Regions from separate parts of the Hordeum vulgare genome. Here region 2 is linked to region 1. A link is a contact called in public Hi-C data. All regions are on one chromosome and are shown on one strand. The core of a region is the stretch at or near the end of the contact, and the rest is flanking DNA. Distances in the headings are between cores, read along the strand shown. Region 1 holds the start of LOC123447882 (protein transport protein Sec24-like CEF). Region 2 holds the start of LOC123447884 (serine carboxypeptidase-like 42).

Region 1 (4,152 bases), core at 76-2,575:
TTCCAGATATTTCCCTCTCAGCGATGGCATATTCAGAGAAAAAGAGCATAAGAATTGTATGACAATAAGGGAAAATGGACAAGATCAACACAAATATCAATAGTAATTCATGATGCAAAATGAGCGTATCAAGCACACACCAAGGCTTTGGAGGTTTCCTGGCTGAACATTGCGTCGTCTTATAGTTCAGCCCTTTAGTAGTAGTCACAGAGCGGCTCACCTGTCAGGCCCATAGAGATAGACCGGCGTCCCGAGGACCCCTTAGTCCCGAACTCCCTCACTGGTTAAGCTGCTGCATCTTCTAGCCGAATGGCGACTGTGCGGAGCTTTGGCGCTTCTCTTTGTTAACTCCTTAATTCCTTCCCGGTTATCGTGGGAAAGGGAAGGCATGTTGGTCTCAACCTGATGTTCACTTCTCCTTCCTTCGACAACCTCTATAGTGGTGGCGTGGTTGCGCCAAGTGGTTTCGTCCGTGGCGTCGATGGGCTTGGACTGGCGATGATGCCTTTCTGTCGAACCAAATTGCGTTATAAGTTCATGATCTAGGGTTTTCTGTGTAAAATTCAAGGACTAATATGCAAATTAACTTTTTTGTCGGGTCCTTGTGTAACTTGTACTCATGTTAAAAAATAAGCAAACTTGCTCTGACACAGAGTTGGCCAAACAAGCCGGTCCGGCCCGACCCGTGCTAATCGTGTGTGGTACGACACGACCCATATGGATATGATTAGTAAACGGGTCACGCCATGCTAGCCCACGTGTTGCGCCTAGCAGCCCAGGCACGACCCCTCGGCTAATCGGGTCGCCCCATCGGCATGCTAGGCACAAGTGGGCGATGTACTTTCGGCATGCCAAGCTGCTTTTTTCTTCTATTAGACCGTTTTATAGTCCATACATATAAAATAGTTGTGAATTTTAAAAATAAGACCTCGGCCCAAGCACGTCTCGTGCAAGGCACAACCCGTTTAGCGTGCGTCATGCCATGATGGCGTGCTACCGAGCCGATCTGTCAGCATGTGAGTCACGTCACCCTAAGTGATGTTTGGCCCAGTTTAGGCTACTTATAGCCTATATAACATGCAGGTAATCAAAACAAAAAGAATAAATGAGCCGCGTTGTGCCGGTCCGCGTCCATAACCTCCAGACCCAGGTAAGGCCCGTGGCTTGCCGCGCCCGTGGCTTGCCGCGTGCCCGGGCCGTGCGTCATGCCTGGCCCATGGTGGGCTGTTCTAGCGGGACGGTCTGGCTGATACGGCCCACATGGCCAGCTTTGCGTCCGATGTTCCCACTCTTCCTCCGTTTTTTCTAAGGGACCCCTCCCTTATTTTTAGCGTCCGGGTTAAGTGTTTCCTTTTGTCTGGACGGAGTAGGAGGGAAGAGTCACGTTGTACTCAGACCGGCGTGTTCTCCCCAGATCCCGATCTGCGCTATCGATTGTTCTCGCCGTCGTCGCCGCCGCCGTCGCCTCCCATGTCGAGGCCGCCGCCCCCTTTCACTCCGCAAAACCCTAGCCCCGCCCCCAACCCGGGGGGTCCAGCCTCCACTCTCCCGGCTTCCTTCTCCAACCTCCAGATCTCGCGCGCTCCACCGCCATCTGCTTCCGCCGGGCCGCCGCCAGGGGATGGCCCCTTGCCGCCGTCGATCCGAGGTCCGCAGGCACCCCCTCCTGGAGCCCGCCCGTTCCCTGGCAGTCCGCCGCCGCCGTTGCAGCCGGGCTCGCTCTACGCCCGGCCAGCGGCGCCGGTCCAGCAGTCCCCTCCCTTTGGCGGTCCACCCGCGGCGTCGGTCCATCAGTCCCCTCCCTTTGGCGGCCCACCCGCGGCGCAGCCGTTTCAGCCGCAGCAGAGATCTCCCTTCAATGGTCCGTCGTCCGTGCTGCCGGCGCAGGTGCAACGAGCGCCGTTTGGAGCTCCGCCCGGGCCATCCCAGGCTCGTCCGTTCGGAGGCCCACCTGCTGCGGTGTCGCAGCCTGCTCCTTTCGGGGGCTCTTCTGTAGCACCAGCTCAATCAGCTCCGTATTCAGCAGCTCCGCCACCGCCGTTTGGCGGGCCGCCTGGGGCAGTTCCTCCCCCGGCGTACTCCGGCGGGCCGATCCCCCCGTTTGGGGCTGCCCCCGGGCCCTTGCAGCAGGGTCCTTATGGTGGGCCTCCGCAGTATGGGGGACAGAGACCAGGATTGCAGCCTCCGCCATTTGGGGCTCAGACTGCTCCTGCATCTCAGCCACCACCGTTCATGGGTGTTCCTGGGGCTAATGCACCAGCATTTGGGCCTCCAGGGTGGCAAGGGCAGGCGCGACCAGGAGCTGTGAGAATGCCTGGTGGCATGCTGCCTAATGCACCAGGCCATGGGATGCCGTCCACCCCCACCATGCCATACTCTCCCCATGCTGGAGCCCAGGTCTCTACCCCATCCAATATTGATCCTAATCAGATTCCGCGTCCTATTGCCGAGACATCAGTCGTCATTTTTGAGACCCGGCAAGGTGGCCAAGCAGCTGTTCCACCGGTATGTGTATTTGTAACTAGAAATATCTGTGTCTACTCTGACAATACTGATTCCAGATGCTTCTCAATAATAACTATACTGGTCAATTTCATCAAACAGCATTGCTGCTGATTTTAGGCTGCATCAAGCGAATTTAGATATTTCTCAATAACTATACTGGTTAATTTCATCTAACAGCATTGCTGCTGATTGTAGGCTGCATCAAGCGAATTTATTGTGAAGGATACCGGCAACTGCAGCCCCCGTTTGATGCGTTGCACCATGAATCAGGTTCGATTTGTTTCAATATATTCTGTTTTCCCCTTTGGTCACCATAATTTTCCTTTCTAAACTGCTTCTTTCCCCTGTGCTATTAGATACCATGTACAGGTGATCTCTTGACAACAGCAGCAATGCCATTGGCTTTAATGGTGCAACCTTTTGCTCTTCCTCATCCTTCTGAGGAGGCTATCCAGCTTGTGGATTTTGGAGAGATGGGCCCTGTCAGGTGTTCTCGCTGCAAAGCATACATAAATCCTTTCATGAGATTCGTTGATCAAGGGAAAATTTTCATCTGTAACTTATGTGGATTTAGTAATGATACTCCGAGGGAGTACTTGTGCAACTTAGGGCCTGATGGTAGGCGACGTGATGCTGATGATAGGCCTGAGTTATGCAGAGGAACAGTTGAGTTCATTGCCACCAAGGAATTTCTGGTCCGGGAACCAATGCCAGCTGTGTATTTCTTCCTTGTTGATGTCTCCATGAATGCCGTACAGACTGGTGTAACTGCTGCGTCTTGCAGTGCAATATCCCAGGTTCTTTCTGATCTTCCTGAAGGTCCCCGGACGATGGTTGGAATTGCGACATTTGATTCAACTATTCACTTCTATAGTCTGAAAAATGCTCGACAACAGCCTTTGATGTTTATTGTTCCTGACATCCAAGATGTGTATACTCCACTTCAGATGGACTTAATTCTCCCAGTTTCCGAGTGCCGTGATAGTTTGGAGCAACTTCTGGAGACCATCCCCAGCATGTTTGAGAACAACAGGGTTGCTGATTCAGCATTCGGGGCAGCTATGAAGGCAGGTTTCCTAGCTATGAAGCCCACTGGTGGAAAGCTGCTTGTGTTTCAGTCAGTGCTACCATCAGTTGGGACTGGCTCACTATCTGCTAGGGAAACTGAAGTTAGATCAAATATTTCCACTGGAGATAAGGAAGCACATAAGCTCCTGCAGCCTGTTGATAAGACACTCAAGACAATGGCACTAGAATTTGCTGAGTATCAAGTTTGTGTAGATGTGTTCCTTGCCACACAGTCATACACAGATATTGCTTCGATATCAGTTGTTCCCAGTACCACTGGTGGCCGGGTTTACTACTACTTCCCATTTTCTGCTCTTTCTGATCCAGCCAAAATCTTCAATGATCTCAGATGGAATGTCACTAGACCGCAGGGATTTGAGGCTGTCATGCGTGTCAGGTGCAGTCAGGGGCTTCAAGTTCAAGACTATTCTGGCAACTTCTGCAAGCGTGTTCCTACTGATATTGATTTGCCTGCTATTGACTCTGACAAAACCATAATGGTTACCTTCAAGCATGATGATAAGTTTCAGGAGAATACAGAGTGTGGTTTTCAGTGTGCACTTCTTTACACCACGGTTT
Region 2 (4,400 bases), core at 1,440-3,939, 810 kb before region 1:
CTCCTAAACTGATCTTGGTCACCTAGGTTGCACAAAAAAACTAGTCACGCAACAACAACCAAAGCTTGTGATGTAAATATCATGAGGAACTAAGCATACATATTTGCGCAGTCGTAGCTCCTGCATCACAATCGATGGGTAACAGACGTCGAGAATGACATCATAGTTGTTGACATATTCTCCAACTATGGCATTTGCCTCCCCAATGGCATCGTTGCATGACTTGCTCTCGTTGTGGGGGTTACCGAATGTGTAATCCTCAAAATCACAACCCTTGTTTATGGCCAGAAATATCTCATCGGATATCATACCATGGGACCAGAAGTACTCATATGTCGCGGGTACATCCCTGTCAAGCTTGAGCAACGGGTTCCCGATCTACTCAAAGGTAATCTCAGAGTTAACAAAATAGTAGTGGTAAGTAGAACAGAGTTGATTCAACAGACGACCGGGCTATGCTTGACTACTTACAGCTACCCCCTTGATATTGAACTTAAAACCTTTTGATTTCTCGTTATGCGTGAGAAGAACATCGGTGAGTTGCGGTATATAATGCCCTGCATTGTTATTAACGCAAAATCACGCACCATGGAAGAGAGGTAACTGCACAGACTCGTGAAGCAGAACTTGAAATGCTTCCTAACCTGCGTAGCTTTCTCCAGAAAGAAACAAGCTTCTTGATCTGTACTTAGGGAACTTCTTATACCATCCCAGCAGAAATTTGTACATATCATCAGCTGCATAGTTGAAGAAACATGCGGTAAGATCAACGCGTTCAGGGTAACTGGTATCCTGTGATGTGCACAAGACTATCGGCTTACCGGTCCGTGCATCTCCTGTATTGTAGTCCGATGAAGTGTTGGAGTAGGACCATCCAACTCCAGCGGGTGATTCAACAAATAGAAGGTTGGACACTGCAAATTAGTATGAAAGATAACGCAACTAAGAGTTAGTAAGATGTACACTTTCTTTCACTGAAACATGTGATCAGATAGATGGTTGCCAAAAGCTCAAACCTTTATTCCACGACTTCTTGTTTAATCTGAGGCCTCTACCATCTCCTCTGGGATAAAACGGGCCGAGCTCTGTAAACGCGCCACCTCCAACGGAAGAACAGCCAGGACCTGAAGATCAGTGAAATTTTGCAGCAGCATACAGTTAGTAATCACATTCCATATGTGGTAGTACTGAGCTGAGATTTTGCAGCAACCTACTCCCTCTGTTTCTAAATATAAGGACCTTTTAGAGATATTAATATAGACTACATATTGATGTGTATAGAAGTATTTTAGAGCGTAGATTCATTTATTTTATATTGTATACAGTCTGTCTTAGAATTCCGAAAAGGTCTTATATTTAGTAAAGGAGGGGAGTACATCAGTGTAGCAAGGCACTGTTACATCAAAGAAAAGAAGCACCCTCTTGGCCTCTTTTGTGTGTGTGTGTGTGTGTGTGTGTGTGTGTGTGGTGTGTGTGGAATGAGAGCAAAAATATGATGCCTCGCTTCTTTTAAAAATCCTCAAGGACCACAACACGCAGAGCCCAATGAGGCAAGGCTCCAAGGGAACATGGTGACCTCAAAGATACCATGTTTCTGCTCGCAAAACTGATTTATTTTCTCCTTGGCGGGTGTGGAGCAGATGACGACTAGCGAATGGGAGGAAGTTGTCTGTGTTTCCAGTTCAGGAAACACCACCTGTCATCATATGACCCCCGATGGGCGAACGAGCACTGAACGTGCAAGAAAGGTAGTACAAGGAAATGTGTAGTATAGGATGGTAGATTAACTTCATTGCTCCAGTCATCAGGCCACTAATCGAACAGTGCTACTACTATTAGCCAGGACAATTCCAACATCATTTTATTTATTTTCGGTGAAACCCCCCCAACTACATAGTCTAAATTTCAAATCTCCGGATGTTAGAAACAATGTATGTTTGTTAGACGTGCAACTTTTACTACTCCCTCTGTCCCAAAATAACTATCACAACTTTGTACTATCGATAGTAGAAAATTGTACTAAGCTTAAGACATTTATTTTGAGACGGAGGGAGTAGTTTCCACCGTAAAAGGAAATCCAGATGGAATGCATATCATGTAGAAATCCCTGCGTCATCCTAACTCCCAACCGCTAAAGTCGCGAGCTAATCAACCACTGGTCCAAACAGAAGGAACGCATTTTCTTTTTTCTATCAAACGGCAGTGCATGCCACTGTTGCTTGCCTCTCGAGCCCAGCAAGAAAATCCAGATGCGAACATAATTCTAAACCAGCAAAGCAAAACATAATCCAGATGTTCAGCAAACTGGCCAAAGAAACAGCAGAAGCAGCAATAACTGGGGAGCAGAGTGCGCAGCAGCAGTAGGTACTGACCTCCGTTGAGCCAGAGCGTGAGCGGCTTGCCGGCGGCGTGGTCCTGCGCCTCCGCGAAGTAGTAGAAGAGGCTCCTCCCGGCCTTGACGTCGACGTCCACGTACCCGGCGAACTGCCTGAACCCCACGGTGGGCTGCCCGGGCAGCCGCGCCACCAAGTCTTCCTCCGGGAACCCGAGCACGCAGCTGCTGGCGGCCCACCAAACCATGGACACCGCCAGCGCCGCAGCTCGCCAGGAGCCCGCCATTGCCGCGAGGACCTCGGGAGCGGCCGGAATTGGGAGAGACGAGGGAGGAGGGAGAGAGAGGTGGGCTGGGTTCTTGGGTCGAGAGTTGGGGGGATATATACCGGGGGCACGCAGCCTTTCCGCCCCTGACGTGGAAACAGCGCGGATTTTTAGTTCGTAGGTTGTTGCGGGTTTAGGTCTGGAAATTCCATTGTTTCCTTTTCCTCAAGATATGCTGAGTTAAACAGATGATAGATTCTTTTTTTTTCCTGCGAAAGAAACGGATGATAAATTCGGCGGTCCTGCACTGATATGATCTCTTAATTGAACCGTTATTTGTGATTTTGGAGGATGTATATGGCACATGTTGTGCCGAGGTGACGAATCTAGACCATCTTTTGAGTCGAACATCGTAAATGTTGCAACGTGTCCAATTATTTACCGTCTGCGACGCCAATGCATAGGCGATTTCGTTGTGGCATGGAGTGATGTTTTTGTCCATGCTACAGTAAATTTCGATTCTATGGTAGTAATAGTATGTCAACAATTTCCCCGTTTTTTCCAAAGCAATCAAGTCGATACTACTATTGCAGCTTGCAGTCAACATCAACATCCAGGGTCGATATTCTTCTAGTGCGTCAAAACAATAGCATCCTTGCAGCTGAGACAAAGAACTTGTTTATCCGCCGGTCTGGTTGCAGTTTTCCTAACCGGGTCGCCGGCCGCTATCTATTTCGCCGTCGACGGAAATATAGAGGGACCGATGGGGGCTGTCTTGTGGCCGACAACATGCAGCAATCCAGCACGAGCAACCACTTCCGGCTACGGGACCAGAAACAGGCGAGGTTACTTGGAAGATGACCACGCCCTAGCTTATCAGTTATCACGGATGACAGGCACACACGTCCTAGTTGATTTTGTTCATTCTCCTATGTCGACATGGAAGAGGATGGCAAGAGCGGCATGGCGAATCACCTGGAGTGAATAGTGTACTGGGAGTACCAGGTAGCCGTTGGGGGTGATAAGAAGCCATTTATTCCCATGCAGTTGGGTCGGTCGCCATTCAATCCCGGTGCGTCAGCAGGCAGGCAGGCTCCGCCCATGGCATTGGCATGGCATGGCACGACGCCCGCAGCTCTGCTCATTCATGACGACAGGTCGTCCTGGATCCCGTGAAACACATTCGGATCCACAGACGCATGCGGGGGCGCATAATTTACCGAGAAAATTGTCTATTTGCCACTTTTAATATAGGGCTTCGTAAAATTGCCACTCTCAAAATTGGCTTCGTAAAAATGCCACCCAGCTTGTATACACTTTGATTACCCTGCCATTTTTTCCTTTCTAATTGCTTTCCTTTTTCTTTTCCATTATCTAGCACCTAAAAGGACCAAAGTACCCCTGATGCTATCTACAAGTAATCGGGCATCAAATCAGCACTTGAACTTGACGAGTGCATGTTGCCAGCTGAGAATATTGTGCTTGCCCCATACCTGATCGGATATCGCCTGAACGTCTTGCGTCCATCGCTGGATGTCTATCTTTGAATAAGCTACAACTAGTGCATGAGAAGTTCAGAACATAGTGCAGCAAGTGGATTATGGACTAATTTGCGGCATTATTCATCTGTCGAATTGTCGCTCAGTTGTTCCTCACCATGAAACTAAACATGTCATGCTATTCATGATGTAATTGCCAGATTGCAATCCAAGATGAAGTGCAGATTATAGCAAACATGACGTACATGTTAACTTGCATTCAACATCTTTAAGACCTGCACACGCATACATCATCTCCAGCGG

Evidence for each region. A called contact is a pair of places that touch in the nucleus more often than the background predicts.
Region 2: a Hi-C map of seedling shows a contact between it and region 1, with 2.3 times the contacts expected there. The contact joins the promoter of LOC123447884 here to the promoter of LOC123447882 in region 1. A contact is called at or near these places in 1 of 6 Hi-C or Micro-C datasets (seedling) and 1 of 1 datasets of contacts at active chromatin or transcription factors (embryo).

The regions. Positions count from the first base shown.
Region 1 is chr4H:61,870,944-61,875,095 of MorexV3_pseudomolecules_assembly, reverse strand. LOC123447882 (protein transport protein Sec24-like CEF) reads left to right here and starts at 1,325. Exons shown (of 3, transcript XM_045124594.1): 1 at 1,325-2,505; 2 at 2,701-2,775; 3 at 2,862-4,152. The coding sequence starts at 1,471.
Region 2 is chr4H:62,681,797-62,686,196 of MorexV3_pseudomolecules_assembly, reverse strand. LOC123447884 (serine carboxypeptidase-like 42) reads right to left here and starts at 2,689. Exons shown (of 10, transcript XM_045124598.1): 1 at 2,373-2,689; 2 at 1,017-1,124; 3 at 822-914; 4 at 645-737; 5 at 472-557; 6 at 100-378; 7 at 1-22. The coding sequence starts at 2,619. LOC123451204 reads right to left here. Exons shown (of 2, transcript XM_045128212.1): 2 at 4,059-4,400.